2 separate regions of the Hordeum vulgare genome follow, and region 2 is linked to region 1. The links are chromatin contacts, called in public Hi-C maps. All regions are on one chromosome and are shown on one strand. The core of a region is the stretch at or near the end of the contact, and the rest is flanking DNA. Distances in the headings are between cores, read along the strand shown.

Region 1 (5,357 bases), core at 397-2,896:
TTTTTGCATGTAACAGTGCAAAGGGATCCTACAAATTACAATCGAAATTAAGTAGCCTAGATAGAAAAACATGATATGGATTACAACTCATAGGGATCATCATAAGACTCATAACAAGAGGATGTAAATTTAAAAACAATCTGCATTCTTAAAAATTCATTGTTTCTTTAAGGTAAAGGCCTGGCAATTCGAAATGGGAGAACACCCTCGCTCTCATCATCAGTTAAAAAAAATGGAAAACATATGTAAGTAATCACTCACTGAAACACGATATAAACTAAATTTACTAGAAAGGGGATGAATTTCTCAATAACAAGATGCTGCATGGGAAATAATTAGACATTTCAGAGGAGATAAAAAAAGCAAGATCAATAACGAAATTATCACGTATACTTTCAACAGTAGTAACATCTAGAACTTCTCAGTGACGAAATTTATGACACAACATTTTGAGCTAGCAGTTTTCACAACAGACGATGCATTTCTTTTTCAAAATTATACTTGTAAGGATGTCAAGGGTTAGATCCGGCGTCCTCAGTATTCATGCTATGCGAGTGAATCATGGCAAACATGCATGTGCGCATGTTAAGTATTTGAACTTGCATAGTTGATTTCAAAGTAGCTACCTCTGCTTGAGGAGCCTTTGGCTTTCTCGCAGCTGATTTGTCAGATGAAAACCTTACTTCACCAAATAAGCTTACGGCAGCTTTGACAGATTCAAAAGGAGCTCTTGTATCTATTTCTCCAACCTCCAATTTTTCTGCGTCAGTAGAAGGTGGGCCAACTTTCATAGCCATATTTACTGTACTACTATATTATATGCAAGCTGCAATAGAAAAGCAAGGAGTTAGAGAAAAGCATTTGCAGGAAAGCTAATGGTACACAACTTTCTGCAATATATACTAGTATGATCAATTTGATTGAGGAAACTACTAGGATGTGGTTATAGGACATGAAACAACAGCAATTATGTTCCAGCAGCCTTTTCAGGGGGAAAACACATATTGAAGATTCATGGGATCATAGTATTAGAAAACATTACAGGTGATATTAATGTCCCATATGGTTGTTTGTAAGATGATACAAATGCACGCATGACACTGTTATTTTTTTTAACATGGTAAAATGCACACAGTTTCGTTGAGTGTATGCCCTACTTCTCCAAATTTTATCTTACAGAGGCGCGGCACAGATGTACATTCCACATTGCTAATTCATTCTCCTACTGCAAACCCTAAAGAGGCCACAAATATACCCCAAAATTCCCTTGAATATTCACATAAACATATCACAACGGGCGTGCCATCCCTCAAAGGGCAAAAGGGTTTCACCCAGCTTGAAAAGTGAACAGAAAATAAGGAAATCAATCCAGACAACCAATTCTAGGGCTTAGCACGAACAAAGAAAAATGGCAGTCCGAAACGAACCAGTAGATGCGCAGAGAGAGGTGAGGACCAGTGCTTCAGGTAGAGGCCCAAGTCGGCGGTAAACTAGAAAGCCGCTACGGCGGAGAGGCCAGAGAGAAAGGGCTGGGGTTGCCGGCCGGCGGCGGCAGAGGGGCTTGGGGGGCTTGTTGGGGTTAGGCGGTCCGATCGGTCCGAAAGGAACGTGCGGCTTGGTCGGAAAGAGCAAAAGTTGGTCGGGCGCACGTATTTTCCGGGCATCCAATAGCCAATTCAATGGCACTGGCGGGGCCCCACGTTTTGTTGGGTTTGACTCACCAACATCCGATCCTTCCACAAAAGCATCTCAAGCTCAAACAGAGTTCCCCACAAAAATTTAAAACTTCAACCCTTATTATGAATAAGAGGGAGTAACTTTTTTCACACAGTATAATCAAAGTCATTCACGAGGACACACATCGCCACAAAGACAAGAACGTTTCTTTCTATTAAACACACATCTATAGATTGGAGGAAGTAATTTTTTTTTAAAAGTTGTAGAATTAGTACAAACACGAATTCTTCATAGCCCAGCCTTCTAATATATATTCTCATTTCATCCTTCAAAATAACACATTTGGATGGATAACATTTTGTTTCAAAAGCAATCATGTATACATGATTAAGAAATCTACAAAAATGCATGAACAAAGATACTCTCATCTTCAATCTTTACCTATATTAATAAAGCAATTAGTGCTTCTGTCGTCCGTCATTAACATTGCCCATAAAGTTGATGAAAATTACCCACAATTATCACTTATAAGTCATAGAAAACGTTTCAAACAGGAAAATCTTCGTACTGGCCCGGCCCATAGAGGCACCTCCTATATTACGCTCTGGGCATTGGAAAAAGATGCGGCACACCTATTTGGGCCGGTCCATGCGTGGCCGCCTGTTCTTTTAATTTAGTTTTTTTATTTTACTTTTCAGTTCCATTTTTTTCTACTTTAAATAATTTAGAACTTCAAATAACTTTTCTTAAATTTAAGAAACTGAGAATTTTGAAATAAAATATTAGAAAAACATTTTTTTTTGAGAATTCGAAAACTACTCAGGAGTTTTGAAAATGTTTGCATATACAAAAAAATGTTTAAATTTTTAGAAAATGTCTGTAAAATGGAAAAAGTCAATAATTTCAAACAAAAGTCCGTGTAAAAATCTTAAAAACAGTTTGTGCCTCTATTTTTAGTCTCGTTTTTTATTTTCATTTTCTGTTCCATTTTTTAAAATTTAAATAATATCGACTTTTGAAAAAAAATTGCAGCTTATAAAACTGAGAATTTTGAAATAGAATTTTAAATAAAACATAAAATGTTTGTGAATTCAAAAAATGCTCGGGATATCTGTAAAAGTATTCCCATATTCAGAAAAATGTTCATAATTTTGAGAACAATGTTGGTGAAAACAATAAAAGCCCATGACTTTTAGAAAAAAGTTTGTGTATTATTTTTTGAGTGCAATTGAAAAAAATGTTTGCTAATTCAAAAAATATTCATGCATTTCAAGAAATGTCCTAAAATTTGAAGGACGTAATATGATCAACATCCTTGAAGATTATATTTATTTTTCTCCCATTGCACGCATTGGTTATACTCCTTCCTTTCCGGTTTATAAGACTTATATTAAAAACTTAGTTTTTTTTTGTTTTGTAAGTCTCAATATTATTGCTTTTCATCACATGTTCAAATTTCATGATGCATGCAATAATTAAGGCATATTTGAATGCAAATGTGCTTACATGAGGTGCTAAGCACATTAAAAATTTAGCAACTAAAGTCTTTAATGGATTGGTGCTTAACTTGTTGTAAGCATACTTCATTTAATGATTTTACAACTAGAGTTGTCCATGCATTGGTGGGCTTTTTTATTTAAGTGTTTTGCCTAGGTTTATGTGTTCAACATTATTTTTTACCGGGATCATCACACTCATCTCTTTTCTATTAATTAGCTTATCAAATCAGTTTTTTTGCCTACATGGCAGCCTTAGCACGTGTACAAGGTGAAACATTGGAAAGGGGTGTAAGAAAGCTCATCAATGGATGTAAAAGTTCTTGACTATTTATTGTTCATGCATGCATGCATTGCAATTAATACATTGATAAACATAAATTTTTGAGGAAAAACTAGTGGATTGATTGAGTACTTTTGCAAACTACAAAAATTATTCCACCACTCATCATCTATCTTGGTTGGTGAGATTTTTAAACTCAGCCCTATACAAAAGAGAGGAAGTACATCTTTATCGTTTTCAATATACAAGATCCCCAATACGAGTTTTATGGAAAAATATCATTTATGACATCATTTTTATAATATACCCTTTTCACACACAAGCAAATCAGTATATACGTAAACATTTTAAAATATGTAGACTTGCATGAATTTTGTTAAGAAACTTTTTTGGGATATCTAGTAATTAATTATGAAGTATATTAGAAATAATAATAAAGTATATTTCAAGAAACTTTTTAAAATAATGAAGTATATTTAATTTTTTTAATCTATGTGGTATATGAGGAGCGGAGTATGTACTCCCGTGTGTGTGCGTGCACAACACACACAAATGGATTGATTATTCATCGTTCATGTGAAGAGTAGTTTTCTTTCACTCCGCTCTTATTACAGGACTACACCATATTTTGATGTCCCGTAAATTTTGTTCTAAGTCGGAAGTGAAAAAAGAAGGTAAAAAAATGTATGTTGGTGAAAATATATATTTTACGTGAAATAAAAACATAGTGTACAACTATATATATAAATGTAAATCTTATAATCTTGTGACTCATATCTTACTTTATTACTAGTAGAACGCACGTGTGTTGCTAAGGGCTACAATGCATATAAATTAATCAAACAAATGATCAGGTTGTTCCTAAGGTCGAATCTCATTTCTTCCTCATATGTACGGGCATGTTTGGATGACTCCCAAAAGTCCAACCATCTTGATAGTACGGGCTCCCTCAAATCCAGCCCATATGTGGAATAGAAATGTGGTTCTGTGAACTATCTATCATGTTATTTTGAACACGCTTGTTCCAACATAAAAACCCCACCCATGATGCACCCTTCTATTTTCCTATCGGAACATCCCCTTTTCGTTCGTTTTCCCGTCGTAGCAAGACATTTTTCACTAGAGCCTTAGTTAATTGTCGGGCGTCGCAATAGGGGCATTCACATTCTGGTGGTTCAACACAAAATCTCAAATATTTTGTAGAGCATTAAATGTTGGTCCCATGCACATTCCACACAATTTTTCTAATAAACTAATTTGTTGACCATTAAATCTCTTGTCACCTTTCTCAATCTATTATCTCCGCCTTCCAAATCCAAGCAATTGTTGTGAAAATCAAGGATTGTATATAGGAATAAATTTCATCATGTATAATTCAAGCCAAACCAATTCAACAAACAAGTTCGGGAGAAAACAACATAGCCACCTGATACATTCTACTTATAAAATTATATGGGTTAGCTTAAGGGAAATTGGAAGGTCACATCTTAAGCGAAATTATGGGTTAACTTAAGCGAAATTACAAGGTCATGTCATAAGAAAAATTATGGGTTATCTTCTTCTTGAGTTAGCCCATTTCTCTTTGCTCCATTGAGATCGCCCTATGAAATTTAAATAACAAGGTTAATTTTGATACCACCGTAAAAGGAAACATAGTATATTAGAAAAAATAGCAAAAATAATTTAATTACAGGGGATATTTTAGTAGCTCTGAAAATAAAACATTAGGAGGAGAATTATTTTGTCCGTGTATGAGATACGAGACTTAACCATGGACGTGGCAGGTATATACTCTATATTTCCCTATTTTGCATCTTTCAGCATTGACTCGCTAGGTAGGCTTGCTTGACCGTGTCTTTGAGCCCCATCCTTAATCCATCCTATCGCAGGAGCTATACAGA
Region 2 (4,877 bases), core at 970-3,469, 990 kb before region 1:
ATCGCAAATTTATATATTTTTTGGTTCCCCTTTCATGATGGCAATTTCAAAAACAATATAGTGTTCAGATGGCAAATTTACGATTTTTTGTGTATAAAACATGGAAATTTTAAACTTTGTTTGTCCTTACCTCGTGGCGAATTTATTATCTATATCATTCACTCTCTCGCCCTAGCTTTGTTCACATTATGACAGCTTTCTTTTATGTTTTTCTGTACACTGGCAAACCTAGATAGTGCACCATGGCAGTATTAGGCATTTTAGTGGTCACATGGCATTTTCATAGAATTTTGTTCTCTACAATCATGGCAACTTTACATAGTTTTCTACTTACATGGCAGCTTTTACCAATTTTTTTACTACTCGCATGGCAATCTATACAGCCTTTTGTACTCCCTCTGAATATAAGAGCGTTTTTTACACCAGTGTAGTGTCAAAAACGCTCTTATATTATGGAACGGAGGGAGTGATGTTTTCACATGGCACCAAAATTAAAAATTTGTTTACTAAATCATCCAAATTCTTATTATTTTCCCTTCTTTTGAATGTCACGGCAACTCAATCGTTAGCTTGGTGCCAAATCTAGATACTGGACCATGGCAAAACCAAGTTTTCTATACTAATGAAAATGTTTTCTACAGTTTTTCGATATTACAACTAAGTGTGAATGGATTGTTATCTCTCGTTTTTAGCGACAAATTAAGATTGCATGTGCTATTTAATTTTCTCTATCACCGTATGGCAATTTGATTTTTTTTCTATGTACAGTTAGTTTTGTGTGACTGCATGGCAAATGTAGTCTTCCATGGATGGCAAATTATTTTTTAGGTGTCTTCTCTTTTTGTTGTACTGGACCATGGCAAGTTTCTGGTGGGGTTTTTGCATTTTGTATATTACTTTGCAAATTTGTAATATGAAGGTTTTCTTTTTTTACTGGATCGCGGCAAATATTCCTGTAGTTATTTTTGTAGTGGACCCTGACAATTTCCTTCCTTTGTAGGTACTGTTTTTCTAAGTGAATGATGCCAATTCTTCCTGCAGAATATTTTGGTAGTGTGTATTTATTTATTTTTCTGTATGGATGATTTTTGTAGTGGTCCATGGCACTCCTGTAGGGTTTTTTTTTCTTTCGTAGTCCATGGAACTTTTTCCAATAATCCTCCATGGAGATGGCCTTAGTTTTAGAAAAGAGGGGGGGGGGGTGATTAGACCCTGGCAAGTTGGGAGCAGCCCAGTCTCGTGTGTTCTTTTTTTGTTTGCTTTAGTGGGGGTTAGGCAGTGTAGGCCAAAAAAATCGACGGGGGTTGGCGCGAAAAAACTGGTGCGCTTCTGATCGGGCGGCCCAGCAGGGGAAGGGGGCAGTCGCGCTGGAGGGCATGGGTGAGAGAACGAAAGCGTTCTCTCGTTTCCACCTCTCTGGGGAACAATTGTATGCTCGAGAAACCTTCCTGAGGGAAGGTTCCCCCTATATTAGGGTCCTAAATTTAGCATGCATTATATTAAGGTATTTGGAACAAAAATGTTAAAGGGGGGAAACAGTATGATAATATCCTACTATACATATGCTTAAATAAACAAAAGGGTATGTACATGCAAATAAAAAGCTATAGCCATTTTTGTAGGCAAACTACCACATCGTCGGTCATTGCATTCTCCAAGGATTTGCATATTCTTGAAGCTTCATAACTACAAAATTTAGTGGATCTAAGCAATAGCAATTCAGCTTTTGTATAATATAAAACAGTGATGGAGCAACCAAATCATTGCATCTATCATGAACTAAGCATGAAACGTCAAACTGAATGAATCAGACTCCAGGTAGGGTTTGTACCGGTCCGTGTCGGACGCGCGGGCGCGGGATGCAGCGGCGAGACGGGAAGAGGCTGCGGCGCGGATGGGCGCGACGAAGGCGGCTTCAGGACCCGTATCGGCGTAGAGGGTCTGGGAATCGAGGAAGCCGAGGAGGCGGAGCACGAGAACCTGCGCCGCCGCTGCATCCCCGCGCTCGAGCGCAGCGTCGGCACCGAAGAGGAGGGAGTGACTACGCCGAAGCCGCCCCTCCACCTCCTTCCGCCAGTTCGTCGGGCTGGCGGAGGAGGAGCAATCGGCAGCGTGGGGTTGCTCCTCCATTTCGGGTGTTTCAGAGTTTCGGCGATTTGGGGGATCTCGATTCTTCTCCCGCTTTTTCGCGGCTGCAGGGTTTTACTTCTTTTTTTATTGAGGTAATAACGCCCTTGGTACACAAACTTGTGTCGTTTGTTCAAATTAGTCACAAACTTGCAAAATACACATTTTTAGTCCACAAACTTGCACGTACAGTTCATCCTTCGTCAATCTGTCATATCGTGCCTTTTCAATGATGACGTGGACAGGCAGGTGGCTGGAGCATTTTGGAGCCCTGTCCGTAAAAGCAATTTTACACATAACCTCTGAAAAAAAATGAGACGGCAAAACTCGAAACCCCACACAGCATTCCTCAGCCCATTTTTCAGCCCATTTTGGTCAAATTAAACAATAAAAGCGCCTTTTGATCAATTTGAAAATATAAAGTGTCGACAAAAAATGGAACAAATCTCTAAAATCAACACTATAATTATAAGAAATCTGGGAAAGTTTCACTCTTTTAAAAAATATATTTGAAAATATAGTACGAATGCATTTTGAAGCAAATTCATAACTCAACAATACATGGTCTGTAGTTGAGGGCAAAATAAAACAAGTTGGTCACTGCAGACTTGTCTGAATAACATATGACCAAGTGCTTCAAAGTAAAAGAGAATAAGTTCATTACATGACTTGTATCAACAACACATGGTCGTTGTGCTTAAAGAAAGTACGAGTTCATTTATGAACTGAGGTGCATTTTGAGCTAGTTCATTCATAAAAATAGGAAATCAACAGAAAAATCATTGAATTGTGGTGCATTCTGGCTAATTGGCACTTCCTCTGCTAGAATGAATTGTAGTGCGTGTGTGGTTATAGCTCCATCATTTCCAAAAAACATATTGGAGAAGCCTTGTCCTACTCATGTGCGCTCAGATCTTGAAATAGTAGCACGTCCTCCGCCTCTAGATCCCTGCACCTCTTCCTCTAGCTCTGTTAGTAGCTCATCCTCTAGCATGACCACTTGTTTCTACTTCTTCCTCGTCTTCAACTTGAGTAGATGTTGCCCTGTTTATTCTCACCTTGCCTCTTGTCATTGTTGTTGTGACCCTTTCCTGAGGAATTGAGTGTCTCGCTGCAACAATAAATGTTGACTCGGGGAGAGGTACATTTTGTCTGGGTGGGACATAATGATTTCTCTCCTAAGAAAGAAAATTAGGTAAATAGTTAGCGTCATAGAGGAAATTATTAGTATCCACTTTTATTACCTCATTAAAATTCATACATAGTGCATTACCTGTTCTTGCATAGTGTAGATCATGCTGCCTCTTGTTTGTGTAGGATCCTTCCATGGATTAACTCTGTGTGGCATTACATTATGCAAAAAGGTATTATAGTGTTTAATTCAGCAACTTAAGCAACAATAATTGCAGAACCTGGAAAATAATAATTGCAGGAACAACAAAAATTGAAGAATGGTACAAGAATGATGCTTCGAACATCTGGTTCCTCCTCTTCTTCTGTAGTAGGTGATGTTGTAGTACTTTGATATTTGTGGTGGCCCTTCTTATTGTGATCACACTTCCACAAACTGAGAGTGCATTGTAGCACCATGCCTGGTAAGTTTTTTCCCACCAAGCTTATCTAGTTTCTCCTCTGGAGCTTTCTTTCTATTTTTCTTGGGCCTCCCCATAACTTTTGTGTACAATGGTGGATGAACAACAATGCCATTCATTTTTTCCCAAAACACTTTGTCTCTCATAGGCATTAAAGGAGTCCCATATGCCTTCTTGTAACTTTCTACAGTATAAGATTCATGCACCATGCTTTCGGGATCAATTCTCTCACTTCTACAACAAGCGATGGCATGATGGCATGGAACCTGTGACAATTCCCATCTTTTGCAATCACAACTCATTGTGTTCAAACCAACAATGTATGAGTTGTTCAACCCTTTCACCTTGAAGACCCTTTGTCCAGCATCCAGTATTGTGCAATTCTTAGCCCATTCAACATACTTATCTAGCTTTTTCTGGATCTTAGGGCACAATCTTTCAGTCCATTTCTCACTTGATTCCCTACTTTTTGATTCAATTATGTGGGTTAACTTATTTTGAATGCTCTCTAGCATGGATCCAATTGTTAGCTCCCTTTCTTCTAAGATATAGCTACAATTTCACGAAACAAAATGCAGGATTACAAACATGTGTAATAACTCAATATGTCAACATGTGTAAACAGTGAGAAGGGAGAATATAGGCTGACCTATTGAATACTTCAGACATGTTATTCAACAGAATGTCACATTTTGGGAAAGGGTTGAAGAATGCTTTAACCCATGTCCTGGGTGGTAATTTCTCAACCCACTTATATGCATCCTGGTTGTCAACTCTCATCTTGTCCATATGTTCATTATATGCTTGAACGGTAGTTGATCTAGCTATGGCCCATAGGTTGTTCTTTAGAGTTTGACCCTTGTGAAGTTTTTGAAAATTTTGGTAAAGATGCCTCACGCAAAATCTGTGTTCGACATCAGGAAATACCTTCTCGACAGCAGCAATTAAACCCTACCAAAAAAAGAAATTTGGATCAGAAAAAAGAAGTTTAGTGTTTGAGTTTCCGTGAGCATGTTCAAAGCAATTTTCATTACCTTTTTCTTGTCACTCGTGATTGTGAATGGTGATGTGTTGAAAATATGCAGATCAGTCTTTAAACTAGCTAGAAACCATTCCCAGTTGTAAGTTGACTCAACTTCCACCATACCAAAAGCAATA

Evidence for each region. A called contact is a pair of places that touch in the nucleus more often than the background predicts.
Region 2: a Hi-C map of leaf shows a contact between it and region 1, with 3 times the contacts expected there. The contact joins the promoter of LOC123397677 here to the promoter of LOC123395572 in region 1. A contact is called at or near these places in 4 of 6 Hi-C or Micro-C datasets (leaf and seedling).

The regions. Positions count from the first base shown.
Region 1 is chr5H:163,340,456-163,345,812 of MorexV3_pseudomolecules_assembly, reverse strand. It overlaps LOC123395572 (WEB family protein At5g55860-like), which reads right to left and starts at 1,646. Exons shown (of 3, transcript XM_045090586.1): 1 at 1,428-1,646; 2 at 627-826. The coding sequence starts at 797.
Region 2 is chr5H:164,329,257-164,334,133 of MorexV3_pseudomolecules_assembly, reverse strand. LOC123397677 (ATPase family AAA domain-containing protein FIGL1) reads right to left here and starts at 2,219. Exons shown (of 15, transcript XR_006609999.1): 1 at 1,832-2,219.